Regions from separate parts of the Mus musculus genome. Here region 1 is linked to region 2. The links are chromatin contacts, called in public HiChIP or PLAC-seq maps. All regions are on one chromosome and are shown on one strand. The core of a region is the stretch at or near the end of the contact, and the rest is flanking DNA. Distances in the headings are between cores, read along the strand shown.

The links. HiChIP or PLAC-seq counts read pairs in DNA pulled down with a chosen protein or histone mark.
Region 1: a contact with region 2 is called in an HNF4G HiChIP or PLAC-seq map of pancreatic cancer cells. The contact joins the enhancer-like site here to the promoter of Cd300lb in region 2. A contact is called at or near these places in 3 of 39 promoter capture datasets (the C10 cell line, embryonic stem cells and macrophages), 2 of 484 Hi-C or Micro-C datasets (the AML12 cell line and peritoneal macrophages), 5 of 115 datasets of contacts at active chromatin or transcription factors (the HPC-7 cell line, bone marrow-derived macrophages, double positive thymocytes and 2 more) and 3 of 9 other capture datasets (adipose tissue, liver and pancreatic islet).

What each region holds. Positions count from the first base shown.
Region 1 is chr11:114,875,604-114,879,759 of GRCm38.p6, forward strand. No RefSeq gene overlaps it. Among named protein-coding and RNA genes, the nearest start is that of Cd300a, 12 kb to the right of the region's middle. Within about 2 kb of position 1,743, at least 51 of the 459 cell types and tissues checked have an H3K27ac peak or open chromatin away from gene starts, as enhancers often do. A contact at or near this core is called in the AML12 cell line, adipose tissue, bone marrow-derived macrophages and 1 more, where this site is marked.
Region 2 is chr11:114,931,837-114,935,937 of GRCm38.p6, forward strand. Cd300lb (CD300 molecule like family member B) reads right to left here and starts at 2,535. Exons shown (of 4, transcript NM_199221.3): 1 at 2,373-2,535. The coding sequence starts at 2,412. It also overlaps the pseudogene Gm11699.

The sequences.
Region 1 (4,156 bases), core at 493-2,992, 57 kb before region 2:
ACACACACACACACCCCCGTAGCCCGGGCAGATTCCCTAACCAGCCCCTGCACCAGATGCCTAGAGGGAATGCTCGGCGAGCAGGGATGGGGACACGGGGGCAGGATGCTATAGGTCCGGAACTCTACCCCACATGCAAAGAACTTTTCAGGAGAAACCAATCACAGACTCAAAGCAGATGGTTTTAGTAGCCCGCTTATACCAACACCCCCCATATCCAGATGCCCTTATTTGCATAGAGGGACTCTGATAAGAAAGTTGGGGAAATAAAGTTCAGGTTCGTGTGTGTGTGTGTGTGTGTGTGTGTGTGTGTTGCCAGGCAGAGGAGGCAGAGACTTTTACTGCCTTGCTGTTTTTTCTACCCGGTCTTTCTTTCCACCCCTTTCTTTCTCTATTTTCACTGTGGAAAATAAACCATGAATTTGATTTCCTAATTTACTGCAGTGCCGGGGGTGGGGTGGGCTTGGAGGGGGTGTAGAAGGCAAGGTCTTGAACCTGTGAGGCAAGGGCACAACCCCCCACCCCAGCTCTAAATCACCAGTTTTAAAAAGAGGTTTTATTATTTTGGACTCCCTGGAACTGGAGTTACAGGTGGTTGTAAACCACCTACTGTGGGTGCGGGGAACTGAGCTCAGGTCAGGGGGAAGGGCAGCTTGGGTGCTTGGGGCTGGGGAAATGAATAGCTCACTTGCAGCTCCTGCAGAGGACACGGTGGGATGGGCCACTGTCTCAGAGAAGAGGAGGCGGGCTGAGGAAGGCTGACTCAACAGTTAAGATTGCTCTTGGAGGTGTCTGGTTCTCAGGTCCCACAGCAGGTCTCGAGACCACCTGTAACTCCGGCTCCATGTGATCTGATGCCGGATCACCTAGTCTTTGAAGGTTCTGGTATACACACGCATGCACACACACACACACACACACACACACACACACACACACACACACACTCACACACACACCTTAAAAAAAAAAACCTCAATAACAAAGTTACAGGAAGCCTTTACAAAGGGCTCATCTTTGAGAGTAGGGTGCAGGGTTCATTTGTAAAAAAGGGCCAGACAACCTAAGGCTGTATGCTGCCTCTTTCAGACACATCCCATGTAGGAACACCCTGAGTTTTTTTAATTAATTAATTAATTAATGAGACAGGGTCTTAAGCATCCCAGGCTGGCCTGGAACTCATTATGTGTAGCCATGGATGCAAGGATGACCTGGAAACGTCTGATCTTTTGGCTTCCATCTCCCGAGTGCTGGGATTAGCAGTGTGTACTGACATTCCCAGTGTATGTAGTGTCCAGGATGGGAGCTAGTGTGCTGTGCACCCCAGGCAAGCAGTCTACAGCTAAGCTACAGCCCCAGCCCCTCCTCTGCAATCTTCAAGAGATCCTGTTTATTCTCCTCTAGAGTTCCTCAAGGGACAGAGATCAAATAGGGCAAAGGTGCAGGGCTGGGGTCTAGCACCTCTGGGTCACTTGCCTGCCACTCTCCTGTGTCACATAGATGGAAAGCCATAGTTGGTGACTCACTGGGTGACTGGGATCTGGGCTCTGATTTTAGCAGCAATTTTCACCTTTTAAGGCAATATTTCCTCCCCCTTGTCTTTGTTTACTTGTTTCCTACTGCACCGCGGACTCCTGGAAAAGAGAAGTTGCTGTATTTTTATCTCCACCATCCTGATCCCATCTTTGGGCCCAGAGCCTGGCATAACAGGGGAAGTCATGAAACATTTGTTAAACAAATAAGCAAGGTTGGGTATCAAGTGCCACCTGGTGGAGGCACACAGATTCAGGCTAGATCAGTGGACCTGCAGGGATGTGTCCTGGCAATGCTGTTTGGCTTGGTGTCCAAGTGTGGGGTCAGATGGTCAAGAGAGTGAGGGGAAGGAGGAGGCTCCGCCCACTTTGAACAGGTAAGGTGAGGCATTCACTGTGATCAACTGCACATACCTCTGTAAACATGGGGGGAGGGGCTATGCACTGAAGGCCATGGAGGGGGTTAGGAGATGACCCAGCTGCTAAAGTGCTCACCAAACAAGCGTGAAAAATCCAAGCTTCATCCCCAGAACCCACATAAAAACATAGGTATGGTAGCCCATCCGTGGTGGCACAAACCTTGGAGCTCAGCATTCACGAGGCAAAAGCAGGTAGAACTCTGTGAGTTCGAGGCCAACCTAGCCTACAGAGCGAGTTCCAGGACAGCCAAGGCTACACAGAGAAACCCTGTCTCAAACAAGCAAGCAAGCAAGCAAGCAAGCAAGCAAGCAAGCAAACAAATACAGAGAGATGATATCTTATGCAATGTGAAAAAGCGATCACCTGTCAATAAAGAGCCGATTGGCCTATAGCTGAGGCAGGAAATAGGAGGTGGAAGTTCCGGTCGGAAGAAAGGGTTCTGGAATAGAAGCTTGTGGGAGGATTTGCCCCGGGCAACCCTAAGGAGGACAGACGCGTGGAACCTGAGCAGAGGTAACTAACTGGGCATGTGCTTTACATAGAATGGGATAAGTGGGTTATTCAGTTAGGAGCTAGTTAGAGAGCATGTACAGCTTTGGTCTAGGTATTTGTAAATATTTAACAAGTCTCAGAATTGTGATTTTAGCGAACAAAGTGGACAGGTGGAAAATCCTGAGATTACAGATGGCAAAGCCCACTAAGACACACACACACACACACATGCACACGCACATGCACCTGCATACACATGCACATGACCATACATACCTGTACATACCACACGTACTAAATAATTATAAATAAAAAAGGCAATAGAGATAGCAATAACCAGAAACCCTTCTGGACTATGGTTACTATAGACAGAGCCTCATTACTGTAGAAGGAAAAGCTAAGGTTCAGCAAGGTTAGAGACTCAGCCAAGGTCACACAGCTTATTCAAAACCAGGTGGGATTAAAAATCCTAGGCTATGCTGGGTGTGGTGGTGCAGATCTTTAATCCCAGCGCTCAGGAGGCAAAGTCAGGTGCAATTATGTGAGTGTGAGACCAGCCTGGTCTACAAATTAAATTGCAGACTAGGCAGGAATACATAGTGAGACCATGTCAAACAAACCCCAAAAGCCTAGGCTAAGCCTTCTATCCCTTTTCATTTATTTTTTGGTTTATCCATTTTTAGAACTAGCCTCTTGGCCCTGTCGGTAGTTCTAAGGTGTAGCTGGTACACCAGGTTCCACAAGCTCAGACATTTTTGTCATGTGAAACCCTCCCTCTAGGGACCCCTGCCTTCTGTGGAGAGAATTTTGGTGATCTGGTAGTGAGAGGGATCCCTGCCTTAGAACTAACAACTGAGTTCGAGGAGTCCCATTTGAAACCCCCCTTACTCTCCACAGGCCCCGCCCACCCCGCCCCCACGCCACAGGCCCCGTCCCTAGGCATGAACAACCATTAGGTCAGAGCCTCCAGGAGCAGTTCTTAAGGTGATTTGTGTAGGGATTGGCCCAAGTGTAAGTGGCTTACTTTCCTCATCTCTCCTCCTCCTCCTCCTCCTCCTCCTCCTCCTCCTCCTCCTCCTCCTCCTCCTCCTCTCTCTCTCTCTCTCTCTCTCTCTCTCTCTCTCTCACACACACACACACACACACACACACACACACACACACACACACCAGTATAAACACTTGTTCAGAAAAAAGGAAAAAATAATTTCCAAGAATGCAAAGGAATCCAAGGTAAAAATACCCTTATGGTTGTTTCTGAGACAGGGTCTCATGTAGCCCAGGCTGGTTGCACACTTGCTATGTAGCAGAGGATAGCCTTGAACTCTTGATCTTCCTAGCTTTAACTTCCATATGCTAGGATTATATGTGTGCACCATATGCCTGGGAAAATGCTAGACGCTTATTTTTGTTGTTTTGTTTTATTTCTTGGAGCCCATGTTGGCCTAGAACTTGTACTAGGCAGCCCCAGCTGGTCTTGAACTCATGACTCTCCTGTCTCAGCCTTCTGAGTGCTGCTGGAATTACCACCCTGTACCTGGTTGGGTACAGATTTAAAAAAAAAATTATATATTTATCTTATGTACATGAATGCTCTGTGTCACACACATCAGAAGAGGGAATCAGATCCCGTTACAGATAGTTGTGAGCCACCATGTGGTTGCTGGGGATTGAATTCAGGACCTCTGTAAGAACAACTTAACTCTGAGCCA
Region 2 (4,101 bases), core at 1,285-3,784:
AGAGGTTCTGTGCTTATTTTCCCTCCATCTCCAGCCCCAGAGTCTTGCTCAGTTTCTAGTTCATGGTGGGCACCACTAAAGTTGTTGGTTATTCTGTAAAGAATCTATGTTTTGTGCTCGTGCACACACACACTTATTCCAGTCTTAGGATTAATACAGACAGTGGAACATGGGGAATTAGCCTTAGTATGGATGTAACAGTAAACACCTGGAAAACTCAAAGACCATTAATAGGGAATTAGACTGGGAAGTTCTAATAGAGCAATAGCATAAAAAGTAAAGAGCAATGTCTAAACAATGACAGGAAAGATGTCCAAAGCACTTTATTAGATTATTTTTAAAATTTACCTAATGAAGTGAGTATAGTGGCATATGCCTCTAATTCCAGAATTAGGAAGGCAGAAGCAGGAGGATCTTTAGGAGTTTGAAGCCAGGCTGGTCTACATAGTGAGCTCCAGGCTAGTCAGGGCTATACAGTAAGACCTTATCTCAAAAAAGGAGGGTGGGTGGCTAGAGAGATAGGTTAAGAGTACTGGCTGCTCGCTGGGCGGTGGTGGCCCACGCCTTTAATCCCAGCACTTGGGAGGCAGAGGCAGGCGGATTTCTGAGTTTGAGGCCAGCCTGGTCTACAGAGTGAGTTCCAGGACAGCCAGGGCTACACAGAGAAACCCTGTCTCAGAAAAAAACCAAAAGCAAAACAAAACAACAACAACAACCCCCAAAAAACAAACAAAACAAAACAAAACAAAATGTACTGGCTGTTCTAGTAGAGCATCCAGGTTCAATTCCCAGCTCTAACATGGTAATTTGCAACCATCCATAACTCCAGTTTCAGGGGATCCAATAACCTCTTTCTAGATTCTGTAGGTACCAAGCACACACATGGTATGTACACTTACATACACACAGGTAGAACACCCATACATATATAATAAACCAAAAGAATAAAATCCTTTTTGTGAATGGTCTCAGCTTATGGCTTCTTAAGAGTGTGAATACTCCTTTTTGCTGGGCGCTGGCTGCTTGCTGTCGAAATGGGCAAGTTCACAAAACCAGGGAAAGTGGTGCCAGTCCTGGCTAGATGTTACTCAGGACGCAAAGCTGTCATCATGAGGAACATTGATGATGGACGCACACCAGACGGTCCTTATAGACATGCCCTGGTGACTAGAATTGATCACTAAAAGTGACAGCTGCCATGGGCAAGAAGAAGATCGCCAAGAGATCCAAGATCAAGTCCTTTGTGAAAATTTACAGCTACAGCCCATACCCACGAGGGACTCTGTGGATATCCTCTTGAATGAAACTGTTGTCAACAAGGGTGCCTTCAGAGGCTCAGCTCTGAAACACAAGGCCTGGGGAGGCCAAGGTCAAATTTGAGGACCAATAAAAGACAGGGAAGAACAATTTTTTTTTCCAAAAGCTTCACTTTTAGGTGTGTTTTTGTTTCCATTGCTAAAAAACTAAAAAACAAAAACAAAAAACACCCCCCAAACCAAAAAACCCATCCCCACCAAATCCCACAAAACAACAAACAAGCAAACAAAACTCCCCAAAACTAACCAACCAACCAACCAACCAATCAAAGAGTGTGAATGTGAGCGGGTGATCCTGGAGGTACGGACAGAGTGTGTAGATGTACGGACTGTGTGTAGATGTGCAGCCTTTGAGTATACTAGTGAGCATTGCTCTACTTGTGTGCAAGCCATGGCAGAGCTCACTCTTGGCCTGCTTGGCGTCTAGGAAAGCCCGGTGTTGAGGTTTAGAGTGCAGGCAGCTAGTTGGGGGGCCTGGATCTCAGACACAAGCCCAGTGGTACAGGCACCCGCTATTGTCCCTCGTTTTACCTTTATGCAGTTGCAAACTCACATTTAGCCAGTGTCCCCTCAGTGACCTGTCCACTGAGTGCTCCCTTTGCATGGGTGTGGCAGCTGCTCTAAGCCTGTAAGTCCTTCCCCCAAGCCATGCCCTCTCCCCGGAGTGCATGTTCTGCTTGCTGCAAGGGCTGTAAAGATCTGCTTCCTTCTGAGGTATGGAAGGAGCTGGCTCAGGAGAGCTTTCTGTAGCTCCCTCCGTGGTACCAGCTCTTTCCCCTGAGCTCTTTTTTCTTGTGCTTCTTCCTGCATGTCTCACCTACAAGAGCATCTGGAATCTCCTTTAATGGTCACCTCCATTTCTCCTTTCCCTTCACGTCCCCAGGTCCTGACCCATGCCTGGCACAGTGTAGAGCCCAGCGTCCTTTTGCTGAATGAAGCTACAGAGCTACCCCACATTTCCCTGAAGGTGGCAGCTCTCCTTAAACCTGGGACAGAGCCCTCTATTGCCACTCTACACCTGCAGTCCCAAGCCCCCCAGGCCGTAGCTGAACATACCTGGAAAACTGAGAAGAAGCAAAGCTGGGGACAGCCACATGGTCCTGCCTTCCCACTTTGCTGCACTCCTTGATGAACAGCCAGCAGCAAATCCAAATCTCAGCGGGATACCCAAAGCCCTGGAGATCTCAGCTGACTCGTTCTGTTTGTCCAGGTTGCCTCTGAGTGTCTTACTCATAAGCTTCCTTTTATAGCGTGGGTGTTTCCTGCCGTCAGTTACTCAGCACAAGAGACATCAGTTAATGCCAGAGCTGGGTCACTCAGTAGAAACGAGGAGGCCAGGGAACTGTGCAGGGCAAGCAGAGGCAAAGGAGGGAAGCCTGTAGACCAGTGGTGGGGAAGTCTGGACAATCTGGTCTTGGGTTAAGGGGTAGAGCACTCTGGATATTGGATCCAGAAAGGTTCTATGCTATAATGATGGGCCCAGCAGCTGAGAGTCTCAGCTCGTGTTAGTGGGCTGTGCTCAGCACACCTGGCATTGGATATTTAATCCCCAGTAGATGATGTTCCTTGGGTAGCTTTAGGAGATATGGCCCTGCTGGAGGAAGTATGTCACTTTGAGGTTTCAAAGCCTCCTGGCATTCCCAGTAGCCTCTCTCTGCACCCTACTTGCGCTCTCACCTGTTTTGTGTCTGCTGCCTGCTGTCAGGATTCCCTACCATGATCGACTCTAATCCCTCAGAAACAGAAGCCCAAATCAATCATCTCGTCTATAAATTGTCTTGATATGGCAGTTTTGTTCGTTTTTCCAAAATATTTTTATTGATGATTTGGGAATTTCACATCATAAACCCTGATCAAGCTTAATTCCCAGTCTTCTCAGGTCTGCCCCTCACTCTTGTGACCTTTCCTGCAAAATGAAGGAAGAGGAGGGGGATAAAGAGGAGGAGGAGAAGAAAGAATAAGAAGAGGAGGCAGAAGAGAAAGGAGGAGGAGGAGGAGGAGGAGGAGGAGGAGGAGACAGACAGAGAGAAAGAAAGTAAGAAAACAACTTACACTCATTGGAACATGGTCACACTCCCAGTGGCCAGCCCCTTAAAGAAAATTGAGTCCTTCTCTGTTTGTACCCCAGCTGAGGCCATCAATTGTGAGAACTACAGTTCCACATCCTCATCACAGTTTTTAAGACTTCTTTTCAATGCCATTCTGTCTAAACTGTTACTTTTTTGAGGGGTGTGGTAGAGGTAGGATTTGTCACAGACTCTTTCTATGTCACACTTTCTCAATGAGTCTTCAGCCATTGATACCACTGAAAGAGTAGCTTTCTTGCCCTTCACAGTCAATGGAAGCAGGGATCATGGACTTCCACATGGCTTCTGGCAATGGCATGGACCACAGACATCCACACAGTCTCCAGTGGCAGTACAGACCCCAGACATCAACATGACCCTCTGCCACAGCATAGGGTATGGACACCATCATAGCCCTGCCAGCAGCACAGGCCAAGGGCATCAACGTGGCTGCAGGTGTCAGCATGGCCCTCCAACATCAACATGGCCTCAGGTAACAGCACAGACCATGGGCCACAGACATCAACACAACCCCCAGCTACAGCAGGATCATGGATCTAGACCTGGCCCTCAGCAGTGGCAGACCCATGGATTCTGTTGGGTTTCAGACCTGGGACAAGCAGCTGAGGTGCATAGTTAATATACCAGAGTGGACCTGGCCCCCAAGTTCTCCTAGCACCCCTCAGTCTCTGCCTGTTATAGGGCATGGCCAGCATACC